Regions from separate parts of the Rattus norvegicus genome. Here region 1 is linked to region 2. The links are chromatin contacts, called in public Hi-C maps. All regions are on one chromosome and are shown on one strand. The core of a region is the stretch at or near the end of the contact, and the rest is flanking DNA. Distances in the headings are between cores, read along the strand shown. Region 1 has its middle 47 kb from the start of Cryaa. Region 2 has its middle 11 kb from the start of Cryaa.

The links. A called contact is a pair of places that touch in the nucleus more often than the background predicts.
Region 1: a Hi-C map of the A7r5 cell line shows a contact between it and region 2, with 2.2 times the contacts expected there. The contact joins two enhancer-like sites. A contact is called at or near these places in 6 of 12 Hi-C or Micro-C datasets (the A7r5 cell line, the Rat2 cell line, Schwann cells and 3 more).

What each region holds. Positions count from the first base shown.
Region 1 is chr20:9,828,137-9,835,115 of GRCr8, reverse strand. No RefSeq gene overlaps it. Among named protein-coding and RNA genes, the nearest start is that of Cryaa, 47 kb to the right of the region's middle. Within about 2 kb of position 1,340, at least 12 of the 93 cell types and tissues checked have an H3K27ac peak or open chromatin away from gene starts, as enhancers often do. A contact at or near this core is called in the A7r5 cell line, where this site is marked.
Region 2 is chr20:9,793,086-9,799,406 of GRCr8, reverse strand. No RefSeq gene overlaps it. Among named protein-coding and RNA genes, the nearest start is that of Cryaa, 11 kb to the right of the region's middle. Within about 2 kb of position 3,771, at least 11 of the 93 cell types and tissues checked have an H3K27ac peak or open chromatin away from gene starts, as enhancers often do. A contact at or near this core is called in the A7r5 cell line, where this site is marked.

The DNA.
Region 1 (6,979 bases), core at 91-2,590, 38 kb before region 2:
GTGCTGAGCCTAGAGGCCAACTTCTGTGCCTTACCTTGACTCTGGTACTCAGCCTCTATAGTGGAGAATGAGCCTCCGTGAGCCCAAGACAAGGAGTCCCCTTCTCCCTGACATCCAGCTGCAAGCCTGTAGTGGTATTCTCAGCCAGGCCATGATACGGAAGCCCACAGAACAGTTTGTAGGCTTTGGGGGGCCCACAAACTGAATCCTGTTAGCCCCTGGGGGGCCCACAAACTGAATCCCGTTAGTCCCTGCATCTCCCCAGGTCCGCTCTTGTAAGCTTCTCTTAGTTTCAGCACCTTGAACACAGAGTGCTCTGTTTGGACTGTGTGACTCCAAGAGACTGGAGTAGTGGAGGGAGGGTCCAGACCATGGTCTCTCCATCTTGGACAGTGTTTACGTCCTCAGAGTTGGTCAACGGTAGCCACCGTGCTCACCTTCCTGCCCTGGTGGCCTTGGGACAGGGAAACCAAGTGAGAAGTCAGTATGTCGTACTGCAGTGACAGGATCCAAAAGTGTGCCTCCCCCTCCCCTAAGTATATTCGTTGATACCTAACCTAGTCCTAGGAATGGGCGCCACCCCCCAAGAAAGGAGGTAGGGTCTATGAACGTTAATCCTGACTGTTGACTTAATGGGATTTGGCGTTGCCACGGAGATGAGCATCTGGTTGTATCTGTGTTTTCGGACTTGATTAGCTGAATTAGAGAGAACCATTCTAAAGTGAGGTGGCATCCCCTAGGCTGGGGTTCCCAACCGAGCGCAAAGGAGAAAGAGAACTGAAGACCAGCATCTACCTCTGTTCCCTGACTGGCCAGCTACCTCACGTTCCCGCTGCTATCACTTCTCCTACCGGGACAGACTGTGTGCCCTCCAACTGGGAGCCAAAATAAACCCTTACCTACTGTAGTTGCTTCCTCGGTCTGCTATTTTGTTCACAGCCGTGAGAAAAATAATAAGCATAGGGCCCTAATAGAAAGGGACCCCAGAGATCTCCCCTTTCCCTTCACCCGGTCAGCACCCAGCAAGGAAATACTGTGTGTACCAAGAAGAAAGTCGCCCTCACCCGACACAGAACTTTTCAAGCATCCTGATATTGGGCATCGGTCTCAGAACAGTGAGTGAGGGACCAAGTTTTCCTCTGTGGCCTATTCACGGCGACTTTTGGTACGGCAGCCCAGATAGACTCCAGCAGACAGTAGCAGTAACAGCCCTTTCATTTTAAGGGACAGAACAGCTGCCTCTCCAACACAAGTTCCCTGTCACTCCACGGACCCAGACAGATCCTACAGGAGCATCAGGATCAGAGAGCTGCCCTCCCAGACTCTATTCCTGGAGCTCAGCTGCAGCTGACTCATTCCTCGCACCAGTGACCTGTCAACGTGTGGACGTACGTGACTCAGCCAGTGTCGCTTGGCCCAACCCATGTTACCTGCCCAGAGACCAGCTGGGTATCCCTTCCCCCAGGACAACCCCACCCTGCTCACTTAGCCTTAACCCAGATGCCCGCCCCAGCCTCCTCCCGCCATGCAGCCTCTGTTTCCCCAGCTCCCACCCTATTGCAAGATGAAGTAATCCCAGGAACCAGCAGGCTCAGTGTGGGACCAGAGCCAAAGTCCTAGTCACACAGGCATGGCAGGCCTAGACCGGCTTGCTGCACCCTCTGGCGAATAGCAAAATGGCAACACTGCCCCCTAGGGGATAGTCTCCCTGGCCAGCCCGATCTAGAAGAAGGGACTTTTTGCATGACCTCTGGTACACACACACACACACACACACACACACACACACACACACACACAACCTTGGGGACTCTTGGCAGCTCTTTCTCTGGGCCTCACCTCTTTGTCCTCAGGTACCTGAACCCTGGCACTGGCCCTCGGTGATGTTCTTATGGTGACTCTAAGCTTAGCCTCCGCACCCAGATATTGATGTCTACTCTGGTACCAGGGATTTTCTTGCAGCTCACAGAGACCTACCTAGCCCTCTGCTTGTTCATGTTTCTTCCAGACAAACGGTACCCATGAGCAGAGTGGCAGGCATGGGTTCGAAGCCCACCTTGACCAGGTATCCTATGCACGGGAGATACCAGTAGGCCAGGAGCGAGAGGCAGAGTGAGAGCCATACACGGACATATGGTGAATTCAGGGCAAAACGAGCCTAACTCTTCACACAACTACAGAACTGTGGAGTCAGAAGCCTGAGGCTGAAGCAGAGGCCTCCTTTGTTCCCTTCCCGCCTGAGGGCTTGAGGATCCTTCTGACACCCCGAGCCCAGAAGCAGCCTTTACAGCCTGCCTTGATTTTCAAGGAGCCTCCCTGCAGCTCGGCTGGCTGCCTAAAAATGTTCCAGGGCTGGCTCTTGAGCCACAGTGCCCTCAGTCCCCTCGGAGGTGTCTGTGGAAGTGGTGGGAGCCAGGTCCTTCCTCAGGGGAAACCCGGTGTGGCCAGGAACTCCCACCATTAGCCCAGGCTGGGAGAACACACTTAGCCCATGGTCTCTTGGAGAGCCGATTGGAGTGCTTTCTGCTGACTCAGCACACCCCTGGGCAGGGAGTCTCTTGGGAGCACCTCTACTGGGGCTCCAGACGGGACTGCAGACTCCAGAGTAGCTGGCAAAGCAACTCCAAGATTCGTCCATTTGTTCATCTCCTGCTAGGAAGTCTCGCCAGGCATAGCTGTGCTGTTGTGCAGTCTCTGAGGATGAGGCTCTGGGGTCTGCTGGCACTTCCAGTCAGCCTTTCTAACTGTCACATACGGGGTGTGGGACTCCACTCTTTTTTTTTATTTTATTTATTTATTTATCATATATAAGTACACCATGTCTGTCATGATGCAAAAGAGGGCATCAGATCTCCTTTACGGATGGTGGTGAGCCGCCATGTGGTTGCTGGGATTTGAACTCAGGACCTCTGGAAGAGCAGTCAGCGCTCTAACCACTGAGCCATCTCTCCAGCCCCAAGTCCATTCTTCCTATGTCCTCTCACCTCTTTTGCAGGGACGAACCTCCACAAAAGAGCTATTCAAGTTTATCTTTCCTTCTTACGTACACACGCCCCCAGCCTTGGCAAGACCCCAGAGGACAATACCAACGTGCTTGGAAGGACTGCTGACCTTTCAACACCTCCTGGTCACATCCTTCTCATAGACCTGCAGCGTTCTCAGATCTTGGATGGAATCCGCTGTCCAGACCCCAGGCTTTACACCCTTACCCACATTCCTCTCCTCTCAACAGCAGAAAGAGCTAACAGAAACAATGGCCTAGGTGGGGGTTGGGAGAAGGGCACAGCAGAGACTGCCACCAAGCTGGCCTGCTTCCACCATGGGAAGAAAAGCAAGCATGTATGTACATGGCTGATTGGTGACTGGGGACAGCGGGCATTTACTAAGTTGCTGTTCTGGGACAAGGGAACACAGAACTGGCAAGGGCAAGGCTAAAGGAAGGTGCTGTCACTCAAATGTGTTTGGCCTTGGCACCCTATGAATCAGAGCCCAGTGAGTCCAGGAGAAGAGGCCAGGCTGGCTGGACTCAGTGTCAGACCCAGTGTCTTAGTTGGGGTTTCTATTCCTGCACAAACAGCATAACCAAGGAGCAAGTTGGGGAGGAAAGGGTTTATTCAGCTTACACTTCCACACGGCTGTTCATCACCAAAGGAAGTCAGGACTGGAACTCAAGCAGATCAGGAAGCAGGAGCTGAGGCAGAGGCCATGGAGGGATGTTGCTTGCTGGCTTGCTTCCCCTGGCTTGCTCAGCTTGCTCTCTTATAGAACCCAAGACCACCAGCCCAGGGACAGCACCGCCCATAATGGGCTTGACCACTAATTGAGAAAATGCCTTACAGCTTGGTCTCATGAAGGCGTTTTCTTCAGTTGAGGCTCCTTTCTCTGTGGTAACTCCAGCTTGTGTCCAGTTGACACCTAAAACCAGCCAGTATACCCAGAATCCTTCTGCTCCTTCTTTGACTCCTCGGTTGCTTTTCAGACAAGGCCCTGCACCCACAAAGAAGGAAGCCATACTTGCAGCAGACTAGGGAGATAGATTGCCACTGGAAGGTAAGGTCACAGCAGGAGCGTTCCCTGAGGCCAATGCTGATTGTCCTAACAAATGCTGGGTCACATCAGGAACCTGGTCAGTCACACTACTGTGACACCTTTCCAGTCCCTGCTCTCTAGACAGCTTGATTCTGAGGCCATTATCAGGATACCTTATTACTGGTCCCATATGCTCACTCCTTCCACATGGAGGAAGAGAAAGTACTGGTCTCCTCCATCCCTCATAAAGTCAGAAAATGAGTCTTCCTAATGGCACCAAAACCACTAGATAGAGATCTAAAAACATAGAGAAGGGAAAGAGGACAGGTAGCGGAAGACTTTGTTGGTGGGTGGGAAACAGACTTAGTTCTCACCAAAAAGTCTGAACAAAAAACAAAAAACAAAAAACAAAAAACAAAAAAAAAGAAAGAAGAAAGAAACTTGAAATAAAATCATGAGAATGTATTTCTGAAGATTTAAAAAAAAAAACCCACCTTAGTGCTTCATTCCTTCTTTAAAAGGGGAACAAGAATACCCTTGGCAGGGAATAGAGAGGCAAAGATTAAAACAGAGACAGAAGGAACACCCATTCAGAGCCTGCCCCACGTGTGGCCCATACATATACAGCCACCCAATTAGACAAGATGGATGAAGCAAAGAAGTGCAGGCCGACAGGAGCCGGATGTAGATCGCTCCTGAGAGACACAGCCAGAATACAGCAAATACACAGGCGAATGCCAGCAGCAAACCACTGAACTGAGAATAGGACCCCCATTGAAGGAATCAGAGAAAGGACTGGAAGAGCTTGAAGGGGCTTGAGACCTCATATGAACAACAATGCCAAGCAACCAGAGCTGCCAGGGACTAAACCACTACCTAAAGACTATACATGGACTGACCCTGGACTCTGACCTCATAGGTAGCAATGAATAGCCTAGTAAGAGCACTAGTGGAAGGGGAAGCCCTTGGTCCTGCCAAGACTGAGCCCCCAGTGAACGTGATTGTTGGGGGGAGGATGGGGAGGGGAACACCCATAAAGAAGAGGAGGGGGAGGGGTTAGGGGGATGTTGGCCTGGAAACCGGGAAAGGGAATAAAAATTGAAATGTAAATAAGAAATATCCAATTTAATAAAGATAGAGGGAAAAAATCAGAAACAATAAAAAAAAACCCCACCTTAGGATGGGGTTTCGTAAAGAACCCAGACAAGGTTAATGAAGACACGGGATTTGCTGCAGTGACGGGAGCCCCCAAGGAACGGAGCCCCTAAGCACAACAGAGATTTCCTCCTTTTCTCAAACATCCTGAGACCCAGGCTCCTTCCTCCTTGTTGCTCTGCTGTCTTTCATGTTTTGTTTTCATCTTGAGACCCCAAACAGTTGCTTCATATTCTTCTCGGGCTGGAGAGATGGCTCAGTGGTTAAGAGAACTGACTGCTCTTCCAGAGGTCCTGAGTTCAAATCCCAGCAACCACATGGTGGCTCACAACCATCTGTAAAGAGATCCAATGCCCTCTTCTGGTGTGTCTGAAGACAAGAGACACTGTGCTCGCATACATAAATAAATAAATATTAAAAAAAATATTCTTCTCCCACACCCCCTCATCTTTACCTCACTGAAGTCAGCCCTCTTGTAACACACCCTGGGTGAGGTGTGGAGGCCGGATCTCCTTAACCTGTTCCTTCCCCCACCATAGAGAAGGCCACCCTGCCAAGCCCCGCTCCCAATTCTGCTGGTATAGCCTCTGCTGCTTCTGCTTAAGGTCACACTCAGGCACGTGACTGGTTCTTGGGCTTTCTGTCACTTTCATTGATGCCAAATGGCTGTGGCATCCATCTCTGGCGGGAAGGCCCTTTTGCCTGAGAGGCTGGGAGAACCAAACAGAGCCACTTCCCCAGGGAAGGTTTAATTCACCTTGTATATGGCTGGCCCTGGGACCCTCAGAGCACTGTGAACCATACTGAGCTAGGCTGTTCATGAAAGCCTAATTAGTCGCCAGCCAGTAATTAGTCTCTTTCCCTTTAACTGATCCATTATTTAGTGATACAAGTGACTACGTCACGGAGATGGCAAAATCTCCACTCAAAGGAACCCTGGAAAATGCTTCTGGGCTGTGGCAGTCCTAGATGGCTCCACCCATCCCTTTCCCAACCCCAGACCCAGGCTCCCTGAGTAGAGGCTGCAGGGTTGAGCAGGAGCATCTGGCCCTGCTTGACCCCGGGAGCCTCATCCTCAAACCCTTGCTACTGTGTCTCCTAATGGCACATGATGACAGGCCACCACCTGCCTGTGGCACCTGACAGGCAGCCAGTGAAAAGAAATGAGCAATGGAGTCTCTGAAAAGCCTGTGGCAGAGCCCCCACCGGGCAGGCACACTCAGAAACTCGTGATTTTTTTTTTCTCTGACTTACAAACCGAAGAGTTGATTTGGGAAACTGCAGTCTGTTAATGTCTCTCTGGTAGGACCCCGGAAAGGTACCACCCTCTGAGAAGTGCAGTGCAGTCCCACTTTGCCCACAGCCTTCCCTCCCTCCAGGAGCCTCTGAAATGGGTTTCCAGAGGGGTTGCTCATGGTGGGGGCAGGAACAGCCTCTGTAAGGAGGGGGCAAATGCTTTTCCTCCTGGTTTGCTGGGGCTCAGGTTTGCTGTAGGCAGTGGCGTTGGAGACCCACGAACTGCTAATGGATTCTAAATGGAGCAGCTTGGAGCAAATATTAAATAAGAAAGGCTTAGAAAGAGCCTCCCCTGCAATGACCCCCGCAATGACCCTGAGTGGAGCTGAGACATCCTGAGAGCAGCGCTGGGCCAAGAGGCCAAGATCCAGCAGGGGCTTCCCAGGGATCACACACATCCTGGAGTGGCCTCCACGTGGCTCTGGAGGACCTTCGGGTCAGAAGCCGGAAGTGAAGTGGCAAACGGAGGAAAGTGGACCGTCCTGTTTCCTTCATTCAC
Region 2 (6,321 bases), core at 2,522-5,021:
TGGCTAGGATCACTAATGCCCAGCTGGCTTCATGGGCCATCGTGGCAGGGCACTGAGAAGGCCAGCCATGATTGAGATCACCTTCATTAAAACCAGTCAGCAAGCTCCATCACTAAGCCTAATTTCACCCAATTATTACACACCTGATTCCTGAGCCTTACAGGAGCTTGGAGACCTAGCTCTCCCCTGGGGGTGGTTGGTGGGGGAGGGGAAGGGCATGTCCTAAATCAGGCCTTTCTGTGAGGTTGGCCTGGAGAACCCTCTAAGAACAAGAAACAAACCCTTCCAGCCTTCTGCTTGCTACCTCCTACCTCTGCTCTTCAGATCCCCCTCCCTTCCCCCACACTCACCTCCAGGACTGTTTCCTCTAGACCACCCCCACCAGATGAGCATGTGCTTGCACTAATGCACGCTCAAGAGTGAGTAGCTGGTGAGAGCTGCCAAGGAACCCAAAGCCCTCTCTGATGGGTGGAGAATTTAAACGAGCGAGGCCCTCTGGCTTCACCTGAGACAGGGTGGGCAGGCAGAAATGTCTCTGCACACAACCCTAAGAACCTCAGAGCTATGAAGACAGTCATACTGGGAGGAGAGCCACTCCACATGGGGGTCTTCCAGCAAAGGGAGAGAGAAGGAAAGGGATCCGCCTTTACAGAGGCCCAGAGCAGGGTGGACTGGTAGAGCGTGTGGCCAGCTGGGGGCAGGGGAGATGGGGAACCCAATTCCATTAGCCCCGGAGATCCATGATCCGTGCTCAGTCAGGTGGAGCCACGGGAGCGCTGGTCATGGAAAGTTTGATCTTACCTCAGGCTTGGAGAGGGGAGACAAAACGTTTGCATTAAGGACAACTGGGAGCCTCGGTGAGGGGAGCTTGCAGATGACAGACTGGCTGTGTTCATTTATCTCTGCTTTCTGCCGGTGAGGGTACAGAGCCTGCATGGCAGGGTACAAAGTCCCCAGGGTGGTGAGGTCTCAGAGGTCAACTGTGGGCTCCCAGAGTGGACCTTTCTCTGTCTCGGAGGTCACAAGCAGACTCCACAAGTCAGGGCCAGCACCATGCTGCGGGTGTGAAAACTGAGACCAAAGGTTGAGACCAAAGGCCTGGGCTGCCAACCGCTAGCTTATGACTTGACCCCATAAGGACAACACAGGTTCCTCCATCCCCACAGAGACCAGCTGCCTCCTCATCCTCACCGCCAGTCCCCTCCTGCTGCAGGCCCCGCCTTTCCTCCCAAAAAGCCAACCCTAGGGAAAGACCCTAGAGAAAGAGTCACAGACGGGGAGCCTGGGTGTCTCCTCAAGGAAGTGCTGGCCAAGAGATCTGTTGCCACCCATAAGGTACAAACTTTGTGACAAAAGGCCACAGTGGCAGCCACCCAGACAGAACTGAGGCAGAGAGGATGGAAGTTTGAATGCCTGTCATTCCCCTAGACTCAAGAATCACCCAGAAGCCACCTCAAAATGGAGGCTGCATGTTATGATTTGTCCATGCTCAGCCAAAGGGAGTGACACTATTAGGGGGTGTGGTCTTTTGGAGTGGGTGTGGTCTTGTTGGAGTGGGCGTGGCCTTGTTGGAGTAGATATATCGCTGTGATCATGGGCTTTAAGACCCTCATTCTAGCTGCCTGGAAGCCAGTCTGCCCTTAGCAGCCTTCAGATGAAGATGTAGAACTCTCAGCTCCTCCCGCACCATGCCTGCCTGGATGCTGCCATGTTCCCACCTTGATGATGATGGACTGAACCTCTCTGAACCCATAAGCCAGCCACAGCCTAAATGTTGTCCTTTATAAGACTTGCCATGGGGGTTGGGGATTTAGCTCAGTGGTAGAGCGCTTGCCTAGCATGTGCAAGGCCCTGAGTTCGGTCCCCAGCTCCGGAAAAAAAAAAAAGACTTGCCATGGTTATGGTGTCTGTTCACAGCAGGAAAACCCTAACTAAGACACTGCCCCTAGCTGTATATGCGTTACCATAGTAACAGAGTCCCAGGAGACAGCTACAGCAGTCTTTGGCCACCCTTGACCCCTGTGAAGATAATTCTACAGTTCAGGAAACCCAGGTGACTTTTGCAGAAAGGGCAAGCCCAGAGCAAAGCAGACACAGCCATGGGGCATGGTGTAAGTTCTTCAGTTAGCCTTCAGCTCTGCCCTGGGACTGAGCCTGCAATGCCTTCTTGGTGTCCAGAAGGGCCAGTGTCCCTCTGACTGACCTGGATGGGTTTTGTCAACTTAACACAATCTATAGTCATCTGGGAAGAGGGAATCTCCTGAGAAGGTACATCCGTCAGATTGCCTATAGGCAAGACCGTAGGGGCTTTCTTGGCTACTAATTGATATGAGGACCCAGCCCATTGTGAGCCCAAGAAAGCGGGCTGAGCAATCGATTTGGAGCACGCCAGCAGGTAGCATTCCTTCACGGTCTCTGGTTCAGTCTCTGGTTCAGTCTCTGCCTCCAGGTTCCGGCATTGACTTCCCTTCATGGAGGGCTACAACCGTAACCTGGAGAAAGCCCTCTCTTACTTGGCCGTGGCGTTTATCACAGCAATCGAAACCTGACCAGGACATTCCCCAAAATAAGGCTTTGTCCAGTCTGCCTCACATGGTATGGCAGGCACGGGGGCTGTGTGGTCGTGGTGGCCGTATGCCACCCCCGCTCACTCCTCCCTAGGACCGGGACTGCCGCCCTGAGGAAAGACAAGAAGGCTCTGAGCAGGCAGGGGCTGTGGCAGCCTGGGCCAGCTTCTCTCCCAATGCTACTTCTGGGTCAGCTCTTCCTCCCTTGTCAAAGAACCACAGGGAATCTGGGGATATTTCCTCTATGCGTTGCCACCTGCAGAAACTCCAAGGACACCCATCCTTACCCTGCATGAAAAGATGGGAGCCTACATCCCTGCTCCACCTTTCCTGGTCAAGCCAAGCCTCCAGCCAAAAGCCTTAGGTATCCTTGACTCCCAAGAACCTTTGGGGTCTAGTTACGAAGCTCCTCACTTGACTCGGTTTCCCGATGGCTGCCAAGAGGACCGCATGGAGAAGGCTGAAATTTGGTAAGGGTATGCCTTCCTGCCTTCTTGCCTTCCTTACTTTTGATCAGATAGCAAGGGCTAGCCTCCAGTTCTTTATGTAGCTGAGGATAGCCTTGACTTCTTGTTCGCCCTAATTCCCTCCCAATAGATTACAGGCATGTGCCAGTAGCCTGGGTTTATAAGAAGCTGAGGACAAAACCCACAGCCTTGTGCGTGTTAGGCAAGCCCTCAACCAGCTGAGCCACATCCCTGGCCCTGGTGCCAATCGATGTAAACCCCTCCCACTTTCCCTTACCTTTACCCCCCCCACACACACACACACACATCTTCCTGGGAAGATGTACCCAGAAACTATGCACACTACAGAGGTTCCCAAAAGACCCCACTCCAACCCAGCCCTTCAGCCCTGCCTCCCCTCCCAGTGCTCAGGGCCAGCCAAAGCCACTGTCTCTGCCATATGGCAGAACTGTGGAAGAGTAACAGGGACCCTAAGTACTATTCAAGGTCATGTTTCCTTCCTGGAAGAAACTGCAGGGTCCCTGTCCTCAGGGGAAGCTCTCTTACATTCGTGGGTTCCTGGAACAAGTGTCAGGGCCAGAGGGTGGCGATACCCCAGGCTAGGTCAGAAGTTGCCTTTAAGCCTGTTAATAGGTGAGTCATGGGACGGACGCTAAACCGGGATCATCTGTGGGTGTGCACTGTGAATCTCCATAGAAACATCTAGAACAGAAACACAGGCTTTTCGTGCATCAGAGTGCAGCTCAGTCCATGGGAATCAGGAGTGGGTGGCCCCTTGCTGACCGCCTCGAGCAGACGTGTCTACGGTCAGCTCTGCAAAGAATCCTGAGGGCGGGAAAACAGGCTGGGCTGCTTTCGTGGTTTGTTGATTTTTTTTTTTTTTTAAGTGCACCACGAGCCATTTGTTTTAATTTACTGAATAAATCTTGAAATTTTTCTCGAGAGAATAAAGGAACTGGGGCCGGAAAAGGTGCCTCGGCAGTTAAAAGCACTTGGTGCTCTTCCAGAAGACCGGGATTCGATTTCCAGCACCCACACAGCGACTTACAACCATCTGTAACTCCAGTTCCAGAGGATCCAACATCCTCTTCTGGCCTCTGCCCAGTCCCTGGCACACATGTCGTGCAGGCAAAAACACTCAAAGAATAATACGATAGATAGTAAGTTTTTAAAAGAATAAATGAACTTAGAGCCCTTGACTTCCTGAACCACTTAGTGTGCTCCTGGCTCAGCCAGCTGAAGGCCTGGGGCTCTCCACCCTATACTTTTATAGGTCTCAAGTTTCTTCATCATTAAAATGTGTTGATATATGTCCTCGGACAGCTGGGGCTTCCTGGGGAGGGCAGGCACAATAGAGAGAGCTCCAAAGGCAAACTCGGGGACACTAGGGACTTGTGAGTGATCTCCTGTTCTCAGAAAGATATGACTTACTTCTAATATCCAGATCCAAATGTGTAACCTTATATGGAAATGAGTCTTCACCGAAATGACTGAGTTAAAGATGGAGTCATGGGGCAGGAGAGATGGCTCAGAGGTTAAGAGCACTGACTGCTCTTCCAGAGGTCTTGAGTTCAATTCCCAGCAACCACATGGTGGCTCACAACCATCTGTAATGGTGCCCTCTTCTGGTGTGTCTGAAGACAGCGACAGTGGATTCATAAAATAAATTAATCTTTAAAAAAAAAAAAAAAGATGGAGTCATTATATCCTGAGTCAATTGACCTTGAGAAGAAGTGGGAGCAGGGACCGATGGGAAGAACCACAGCAGAGGGTAGCAGAGGCTGGGCCATGCTTCCTGATCCCAGAGTGGAAGTCACCTCAGAAGGAGCTTGAAGTATCGGAATGTTAACTTTGGATTTTGCTCCTCTCAGTTCTTTTCTGTTTCCAACCACTGACTCGTGGCCATTTGTTGAAGAAGCGTGGGGCACGCAGGGACCACTGATGGGCGGGGCTCACTGAAAGCCAGCCCATAGCAGCCACCCAGAACACTGATGGGCGGGGCTCACTGAAAGCCAGCCCATAGCAGCCACCCAGAACACCGATGGGCGGGGCTCACTGAAACCCAGCCCATAGCAGCCACCCAGAACACCGATGGGCGGGGCTCACTGAAACCCAGCCCATAGCAGCCACCCAGAACACCGATGGGCGGGGCTCACTGAAACCCAGCCCATAGCAGCCACAGGCGAATAGGTCCGTAGAGCAAGCAGGGAACTCAGAGAGACAGCCCGGAGTTCACATGCCAGACACTGAATTTAATTAACTCAGTTTTACATCACATAATAGGCAAGGGTTCAGTAGCGACCTGGTGGGGGTTCCTGAGTGGGTCCACGCGAAGAATACCAGCTCTGTCCCACTCCAATTCACCCAGCAGCCCACACCACCACCATTGGTTGATGCTGGTCACTGAGCGTGCTCTCTGCTTCTGCACAGCCATAAGGATGTGGCACCAGGGTTTTAGCATAGAGCCTCCACATCCCTACAAGCTGGAAGTGGAATCTGGGGTGTACTGTCTTCTCACCTAGCCCTCCAAGTCTAATGTGCCCTTCTGCAAGGAGCTAAGGGCATGATGTGGGGCTCAGACGAAGAATAGGAATCCCCTCCCCTAACTCCACACAGCCCCTCCTTCCCAGTGACCTTCAGATGCCCTTGAACCTAAGGGAGAGGTACTATTCTCAGTGGAAAAACAAAATCTGTGTGTCTATCTGCATCAAGTTCAAGTACGAACTGGCACAGAAGGAAGCTAACACGAGACAGGCACATAACAGAGGCCAAAGCATGGCTGTGTGTGCCTAGGTGTATGTTATGTGTTTGTGGGGTGTGTGTGTGTGTGTGTGTGTGTGTGTGTGTGTGTGCTATGTGTTTGTGGTTGTGTGTGTGTGTGTGGCAAGTGTTTGTGTGTATGTGAATGTATGTGTGTGTGCTGTGTGTTTGTGCTATATTTGTGGTATATGTGTGTATGTGTGGTATGTCTGTGGTATGTGTATGTGGTATGTTCGTGGTGTGTGCATATGTTATGCTATGTGTTTGTGATGTGTATGTGTGTGATGTGTTTGTGGTGTGTGTGGCATGTGTTTGTGTGTATGTGCATGTATATGTGTGTGTGCTGTGTGTGCTGTATTTGTGGTATATGTGTGTATGTGTATACGTGGTATGTTTGTGGTGTGTGTGTGTGATCTGTTTGGGGTGTGTATATGTATGTGTGTGATGTGTTCGTAGTGTGTGTCTGTGGCATGTGTTTGTGTGTATGTGCATGTATATGTGTGTGTGCTGTGTGTTTGTGGTATGTG